Linked DNA regions of Macaca mulatta: region 1 is linked to region 2. Evidence: chromatin contacts called from public Hi-C data. All regions are on one chromosome and are shown on one strand. The core of a region is the stretch at or near the end of the contact, and the rest is flanking DNA. Distances in the headings are between cores, read along the strand shown.

What was found. A called contact is a pair of places that touch in the nucleus more often than the background predicts.
Region 1: a contact with region 2 is called in a Hi-C map of fetal cortex germinal zone, with 4 times the contacts expected there. The contact joins the promoter of NEURL1 here to the promoter of CNNM2 in region 2. A contact is called at or near these places in 2 of 14 Hi-C or Micro-C datasets (fetal cortex germinal zone and fetal cortical plate).

Annotation. Positions count from the first base shown.
Region 1 is chr9:115,648,022-115,652,140 of T2T-MMU8v2.0, forward strand. It overlaps NEURL1 (neuralized E3 ubiquitin protein ligase 1), which reads left to right and starts at 2,255. Exons shown (of 7, transcript XR_013398384.1): 1 at 2,255-2,429. It also overlaps a transcript of CALHM3 not described here.
Region 2 is chr9:115,054,934-115,059,101 of T2T-MMU8v2.0, forward strand. It overlaps CNNM2 (cyclin and CBS domain divalent metal cation transport mediator 2), which reads left to right and starts at 1,740. Exons shown (of 9, transcript XR_013398353.1): 1 at 1,740-3,528. It overlaps LOC144331323 (a long non-coding RNA gene), which reads right to left and starts at 1,762. Exons shown (of 3, transcript XR_013398375.1): 1 at 1,594-1,762.

The DNA of each region.
Region 1 (4,119 bases), core at 1,005-3,504, 590 kb after region 2:
TTGTATAGGTGTGAGTGTGTGATAGTGTAGTGGTATGTGAGCGCATGTGTGAGTGTGTTGCCATTCAGAGCCTGTGGATTTCTGATGCATGAGTCATTAGCTGGGAGTGAGCCTTGGGAAGATACTGCCCATAAATAAGACAGCCATCTCTGACCTGCTGTGGCCATCTGCAGCTGCCTGCACACGTGATCCTGGGCATCTGGGAGGCTGGAGGCCGGGGTCGGAGCTGTCTTTCCCTCCAGATTCCAGAGAGAGAGCGGCTGTCACAGATATTTCTAGCTTGCCTGGAGTCCCAGACATTTAAGGGTGTGATGCCTGGAATGGGGATGGGGCGAGGAGAGCAGGAGAGGAAAATAAAGGGTGGTTCAGGAGGCTCTGCTCCCAAGGATCTCAGTGGAGTCTCCTGGCCCGCAGTGGGAAGCATGCATTCCACAATTATTTTCTGAGAATCTGTCACGTGCCAGGCACTCCCCCAGGGGGTAAGGACACTCTGGTGAACATGACTGACCTGTGCTCTCCCCTCACAGAGCTTATGTTCTAGCGGGGAGGCAGAAGATAAACGACGAAAGGCTACTCGTAAGCAAATTACATATAATAGCTACGAAGAAAATAAAATGGAATATCGTGGAAAGTGACTGAGAGTGGAGGGGTCCTTTAGTTGGGACAGTCAGGGAATGTCAGGACTCGAATTGTGCCTAGATAATGAGGAGCCGCCAAATGGAGACTTGCGGGAAGAACCTTCTATTATAGAAAAGGATACATGAGATGTCCCCCTGCCCACCCATGTCTTCACTGGACTCTGGATCAGAGTTGCTGAAGCCAGATCAGGGAGCTAGAGATGACTCAGAGGAGCAGGAAGGCTGATTCCCTGGGGGGAACCTTGGAACGTCTTCCATCCCTGATAGACCAGGAGAGATGCCCCAGGTCCAGGTAGGAGAAGAATGGCTTCCGTTTCGCTTCCTGCAGGCTTCTTGGTGCAGTGCTGATCTACAGGAAGGCAATAGCCACATGAGTAGGGCACTTGCTGAAACCCCCTTCCTCCAGGAAGCCTTCTTTGACTGCCATAGGTTGCATAGGCTCCTCTCTCCCACCTTGTTATAGCTAATAGAACCACTCAGTTCAGAGCTGGTGGTCTTCTGATGCTGTCCCGGAGATCTGTTCCCTCAGCTTGGCCAGAGCTCCAGGCTTGTGGGTCTGGTTCGTAGGCATTTAAAGGCCCTCAGTGGCACCTATGCATCAGTGAGACTGCTCGGGGTTCCGGCTCTGAACCCTTGCCTAGCGCCCCTACCCTGGCTGAGAACGGAGGGTCAAGTGCCAGGGTCCTAATCTCAATTACTTTATCCAAGCATCCGCTCGTCCATTTACATGTTTCCCTGGGCTCTCCACTCTGCGCCAGGCCTGGTACCTGGAGCTAGGGAAACCGAACATGAGCGCTGGCTCGCCCGCACCCGCATCCGGGGAGCTCGGCGTTCTCGCGGCCCTGCTCCCCTTGTTTTCAAGTGCAAGCTCCATGGTTCCATGCTGGGAATAAGGCCAGCCCCGAAGGCCACCATCCTCGCCTGATGTCTTACCCGGACCCGCGCCGCCGAGAGCTTGCGGCTGCGGGAACGCGGCGCGCCCCGGGGTCACATCTGGCCTAGCGGGCGCGCGCGTGTCACTAAGACGCTCATTCACCGGCGCAGCTGTCACCATAACAACCGGAGCGAGGGAATCCTGGCGACTGCCGGGGCGGGGGGCGGGGGCGGCGGTCGCAGGAGGGACCCGGCGCGGGCGGGACCGCGGCGGTCGGGGGACACCAGCCTCGTCGGGAGCACCCAGCACGCCCCGCGCTCCGCCGAGCCCGGCTCCATGCAGACCCGCGGGCGGGAGGGAGCCAAGCACATCGCCGCCGCGGCCGTCCCCGCGGGGCGGTGACCGAGCCTGCCTCGGAGCCGCCGAACGCCCACGCCGGGGGCCCTGACTCTATGGCCCGGGGGGAGCGCGCCGGAGCCGCCGCGCCGCCCACCCCCAGCCGGAACCCGAGCGTCCCGGGGAGCAAGCGGGGAGCCCCGGGCGGCCCCAGCCCCGGCCCAGGGCCCTGCTTGTGGCCCCCGCTTCCGCCACGGGGCATGGGAGGCAGGTAGCCCCGCTCGCGCCAGGACACCCGCGGCGGGCGGGACCCGCCAAGGACCGCGAAGTCCCGAGAAAGGAAGCAGAGAAGAGGCCCGCCCGCCCCCGGCCGCAGCCCCAGCAGGGCCCTCCCCCGGCGGCGCGCACCCGCGCGCGCACACTCGCACACCGCACCTCCGCTCCTGCCCGGCCTCGCCCCCACCAGCGAGCGCCGAACCCCCTGGGGCCGGATGCCATGGGTAACAACTTCTCCAGTATCCCCTCGCTGCCCCGAGGAAACCCGAGCCGCGCGCCGCGGGGCCACCACCAGAACCTCAAAGGTAGGCTCCCCGGCCGGGCGCAGCTGAAGGACTGGGGCGCAGGTGGAGGGCCAGGGAGGCGTGGTTGGGGAGGACGGGCAGACGCCACCTGTTGTGCGGGTCTGGAGGCCGGAGATGCACCTCTGCCTGTGGAATGGGCTGGGGGTGGAGGGCAGCCGGCGATGATGGTGATGGAGGATGGCGTCCCGCGGGGTCTGCGCAGTTCTGTCTGCTGGCACTGGGAACGTCAGTGGAGTCCCCTTAGGCCATGGTGTTAGGCGAGCCTGAAGAAGTGGGAAAGGACGTTTGCCAGGTCGATAGCGGTGTGGGGAGTGAGGAGGGAAGCTTGGGTCGTCCGTCTTCAGGGAGGCACCTCGGTCGGTCTCCTTTTCATCGGCCCTAGGGCTGGAGAGACCAGGCTGGGAGCACTAGTTGCATTTCCAATGGGAGAGTTTTGAAAATTCAGGACAGGCTTACAGCAGACTGGAATAAAGGCTCAGAGCTGCTGGTTCCTGGGGTCTTTGTAGCCGTTGGCTTTTCGCATCCTTTGAATTAATTTGATTTCTGGTTTTCCCAAAGACCAGATATCCAGTCAGAGCCCTAGAAAAGAGGGGCTGGCAGCCTTGAAACAGAGGGACATTTACCAGGAATGTCTTTGCTCTCCGTCGGCCCAGATCCACTCAGCACCCTCAGGGTGGCCCTAGGCCCAGTCTCCCCGTTCCGAGCCTGCCATTCCTGTCTTGGAGCTTCCAATGCTGTTTCTGACCTCTGGAAGACACTGCTGGGTCCTCCTGGGCCCTCAGACCTACTAAATTCCTTCAGGAAGGATAACAATAGTGCCCTTTAACACAAGGCATCGAACTTTCTCAAACACGTTTTCAGCGAGCGTGGACACTGCTTGGGGTAGTCAGCAGAGCAGACCTAATCACACTATACCCATTTTACAGATGAGGAGAACCAAGGCTGGCTTCAGGTTCCCAAAGCCAGTCAGACCTCGGCACTAGGTGCTAGGCTGTAGACCCGTACCTTTTGACTTGGAATCCTGTCCCTTCTTTTGCTGAACAGTTAACTTTTAAGACCAGGGAAGAGAAGGAGAGACGGGACCACTGTCCTGCATTCTAATACTCCAGCTCTTTCAAAACTTCAGCTCTCACTTGGCTCAGGAAAATCAATGGGTTTGTTGGGTCTTTCTGGAAATTAATATGGCAATGTATGTCAAGATGCTCTAAAAGTATCAATTTGTTGGCCAGGTGCGGTGGCTCACGCCTGTAATCCCAGCACTTTGGGAGGCCAAGGCAGGTGGATCACTTGAGGTCAGGAGTTCCAGACCAGCCTGGCCAATGCGGCAAAAACCCGTCTCTACTAAACGTACAAAAATTAGCCGGGCATGGTGGTGCGTGTCTATGATCCCAGCTACTCGGGAGGCAGAGGCAGGAGAATCCCTTGAATCTGGGAGATGGAGGTTGCAGTGAGCTGAGATCATGCCACTGCACTCCAGCCTGGGCAACAGAGCGAGACTCTGTCTCGCAAAAAAAAGAAAAAAAAATCAATTTGTTGACCTTGTAATTTTACTGAGAGGAATGGATCCTAAGGAAGTAGAGATGCAGGCATATATACTTATGGCACTAGGCTAGGATGTTCATGGCAGTGCTATTTATACTAGGTGGATAACCTAAATGCTCAGTAATCGTGGTATGTACTCTTGGTAGAG
Region 2 (4,168 bases), core at 490-2,989:
CAATAATTTACATAGTGTATTAGAAAGCGATCTTTGCTTTGAAGAAAAATAAAGTAGATGCGGCATAGAGGGAGTGTTTTCCACAAGTTTAAAATCAGATGGCTTTTGAGCAAAGCACTAAAGGAGGTGAAAAAGGGTATGCTGACATCTTAAGCCCAGGAAACAAACAGCAAGTGCAAAGTCTCGCAGGGGAAAATCCCTGGAGTGATGGAGAAACAGCTTGGAGAGAAATTAATTTGGCTTATTATCTGTCTCCTTCCACTAGGAGAACAGCAGGTGATGAGGTCCGAGAAGTAACGAGAGGTAGCAGACCTTTGAGCCTACTAGGATGAGATGGGAAGCCAGTGGAGGCGTTTCAGCCAAGAGAGATACAGAATCTCATGGACAAGATCACTTGCTGCTGGGTTAAGAAGGGAAAGGAGCAGGTGTCGAAGAGGGAAGATCAGTTAGGAGGCCACTGCAATCATTCCAGAAATTACTCATACCAGAAATTAATCAGAGACGTTTGACGCATTTATAAAAGCGGCGGGGGGGGGGGGCCGGAATGTGCTTGTAGAATACAAAAGAGGTAGAGAAACATTAAACATTTTTAATGTTTTAAGTTTCAAGGAAAAGATCAATTTGACAGCTACTTTGCTACCTCGTCACCTCCAGGTGACGCTGGGAGTACTGGGGAGCTAGGTTTCCAGAACTTTTTGCTCTTGAGTGACCTATGACCCTAGCAGAGTTTGGCCAGTGTGATTAAGAATGAGCCTCTGCGGGTCTGCTTAGGATAGGATGCTTGCCGCCCTCCCATTTCCTTAACTTGCCTGGGTTCCTGTTGGGAATACAGATTCGGGGCCCTTCCCACTCTGTAAATATGGAAAAGGGTCTAGGAAGTATATACTTTTAGTAATAATATGTAGGGGTTCTATGACTAGCAAATTTGGGGAACTGTCCCTCTGACCGCGCCATCCGTAACTTTCTGTACACCTTTCGGGGTATGCCGCGGACCTGGAAAGCGTTGCAGGGCGCCCCTGCGGCCCGCAGGTGGCGCCATGTGATCGCGAGCCGCAGAGAGCGCGTACCCTAGGAGTCTTGAGGCGCGAGGACTGCTGGTCGGCAGCTGTGCCGGGGCCACCGACGCCGCTTACCCCAGCGGAGCGCCGCGCACGTAGAGTTGGGGACAGCGGCCGGTGCCCCGGCTTTTTAGGCTGTGTGCATCCCAAGCCGCCTCTAGTTGGCTTCTCGGGCCCCCGGGGCAGGAGGGCGCTGCGGCTTTCTGCCCACGAACTGACAACTGCAGAGCCAGCAAGCCAGTGCATCGGGAACCTGCCGCCTTGCGCCGCAGGGCTTTAGTCCAAGCCCGGCCGGTCCAGGCTCCCGGATCTACTACAGGGTCCCCCGGGGAGCGCGGGCCCCGGGGACGGCTCCTTCCCATTGGCAGCAGGACGGAGGCCACGCCCCTTTCCTACAACTCTCATCTTTGACTGGCTCTCGAGTCCCAGCTGGCCACGCCCCCTCCCCTCGCACATACACAAGAGTCACGCGCCTTTCAGTTGGAAACTTGGCGTGCAGAGGGGGACGGTGGCTCTCATCGCCCCACCCATTTACCTTGCCATTGGTTCGCGGAACGGCACACGGTCACGCCCCCATTCCAGCCCCCTGGCTGGGAGGGCGGGCGCCCGCTTGTGATTGGCCAGTGGGCCTGCCTCTCGCGGGAGCAGCCGGCGCTCCTCTCCCTCCCTCTGTCCCCTCCCGCGAGCCTCGGGGTTCCTCAGCTGGCCGAGGTCGAGTCAGTGTCAGTCAGGGAGGCGAACTGCTGAGCACTGGCCGCGGACGCTCAGTTGCAGTCTCGCCCAGGGGCAGGTACCTGCGCTCGCGCCGCCGGGTGGAAAGGATGAAGCCGCAGCTGGAGCAGCCACCCTATGATTGGCTGTGGCGCTTGTGAACCCAAAGTAAAGATGGCGGGCGGGCAGGCAGCCGCCGCACTGCCCACTTGGAAGATGGCGGCGCGCCGCAGCCTCAGCGCCCGCGGCCGGGGGGTCCTGCAGGCGGCTGCGGGGCGGCTGCTGCCGCTGCTCCTGCTGAGCTGCTGCTGCGGCGCGGGCGGCTGCGCAGCGGTGGGCGAGAACGAGGAGACGGTGATCATCGGGCTGCGGCTGGAGGACACGAACGACGTGTCGTTCATGGAAGGGGGGGCGCTGCGGGTGAGCGAACGGACCCGGGTCAAGCTGCGGGTGTACGGGCAGAACATCAACAACGAGACGTGGTCCCGCATCGCCTTCACCGAACACGAGCGGCGGCGCCACAGCCCGGGGGAGCGCGGGCTGGGGGGCCCCGCGCCGCCGGAGCCGGACAGCGGCCCCCAGCGCTGCGGCATCCGCACCTCAGACATCATCATCTTGCCCCACATCATTCTCAACCGCCGCACCTCGGGCATCATCGAGATCGAGATCAAACCGCTACGCAAGATGGAGAAGAGCAAGTCCTATTACCTGTGCACGTCGCTCTCCACGCCCGCCCTGGGTGCCGGCGGCTCGGGATCCGCGGGTGGCACCGTCGGGGGCAAGGGCGGCTCGGGGGTGGCCGGGCTCCCGCCACCCCCGTGGGCCGAGACCACCTGGATTTACCACGACGGCGAGGACACCAAGATGATCGTAGGCGAAGAGAAGAAATTCCTGCTGCCCTTCTGGCTGCAGGTGATCTTCATTTCGCTGCTGCTGTGCCTGTCGGGCATGTTCAGTGGCCTCAACCTGGGGCTCATGGCCCTGGACCCGATGGAGCTGCGCATCGTGCAGAACTGCGGCACGGAGAAGGAGAAGAATTACGCCAAGCGCATCGAGCCGGTGCGCAGGCAAGGCAACTACCTGCTGTGCTCACTGCTGCTGGGCAACGTGCTGGTCAACACCACGCTCACCATCCTGCTCGACGACATCGCCGGCTCGGGCCTCGTGGCCGTGGTGGTCTCCACCATCGGCATCGTCATCTTCGGGGAGATAGTGCCCCAGGCCATCTGCTCCCGCCACGGCCTGGCTGTGGGGGCCAACACCATCTTCCTCACCAAGTTTTTCATGATGATGACCTTCCCCGCTTCCTACCCGGTCAGCAAGCTGCTGGACTGCGTCCTAGGCCAGGAGATAGGCACCGTCTATAACCGGGAAAAACTGCTGGAGATGCTCCGGGTCACCGACCCCTACAACGACCTCGTTAAGGAGGAACTGAACATCATCCAAGGGGCGCTGGAGCTCCGCACCAAGACGGTGGAGGACGTGATGACCCCACTCCGGGACTGCTTCATGATCACTGGCGAAGCCATCCTGGATTTCAACACCATGTCTGAGATCATGGAGAGCGGCTACACCCGCATTCCAGTGTTTGAAGGGGAGCGCTCCAATATCGTGGACCTGCTGTTCGTCAAAGACTTGGCCTTCGTGGATCCAGATGACTGTACTCCCCTGAAAACCATCACCAAATTTTATAACCACCCCTTGCACTTTGTTTTCAATGACACCAAGTTGGACGCTATGCTGGAAGAATTTAAGAAAGGTGGGAAATTTTGGTCTCTTTCATTGGCTTGCTCTTTCTCTCTCCATCCTCTTCCCTACTTGAGCCCTCTACCCTCAGACCAACCCCCCAAGGCGAGTTGACCGGGATTTCTCCTTCTCTCTCTTAATTGCAAAGTTGAAAGGGTGGCGTGGATTTGGGGATGGATTGAACTAGTAAGTGCTACTAGGTTATTTTAAAGCACAAGACTGCCATCACTTACTTTTTACCATTATCAAAAAGCAGGCTGTGTAATTTCTGTGCATGACACTTTTTTTTTTTTGGTTCCGTGTGTGGGGCCTCTGTGCTTGAGGGGTCTGCCGCCTTCATTGTCTGGGTTCTCAGTGGGTAGGTGAAGGTAGGGGCTGGCTGATGCCATGCCATTTGGTTGACTTTAATCACAGGCATTTGGAAAACATGTAAATAGCTTTTGTAAACTCAGTGCAGTCGTTTTCCTTCTCCTTAAACATCCACACTGGCCTTTCAAAGATCGAAGTACATTTTCTATAGCTTCTGTTCCTGCTTGCCTGGCAACTTACGGGGAAGATTGAGGTCTGCCTTTGAGGGTAAGGGGCGGGGTAAACTAAGTATCGCCAAAAAAAATCACCCATTTTCGATGTGACTTCTCTTAGCTAGAAAAGTG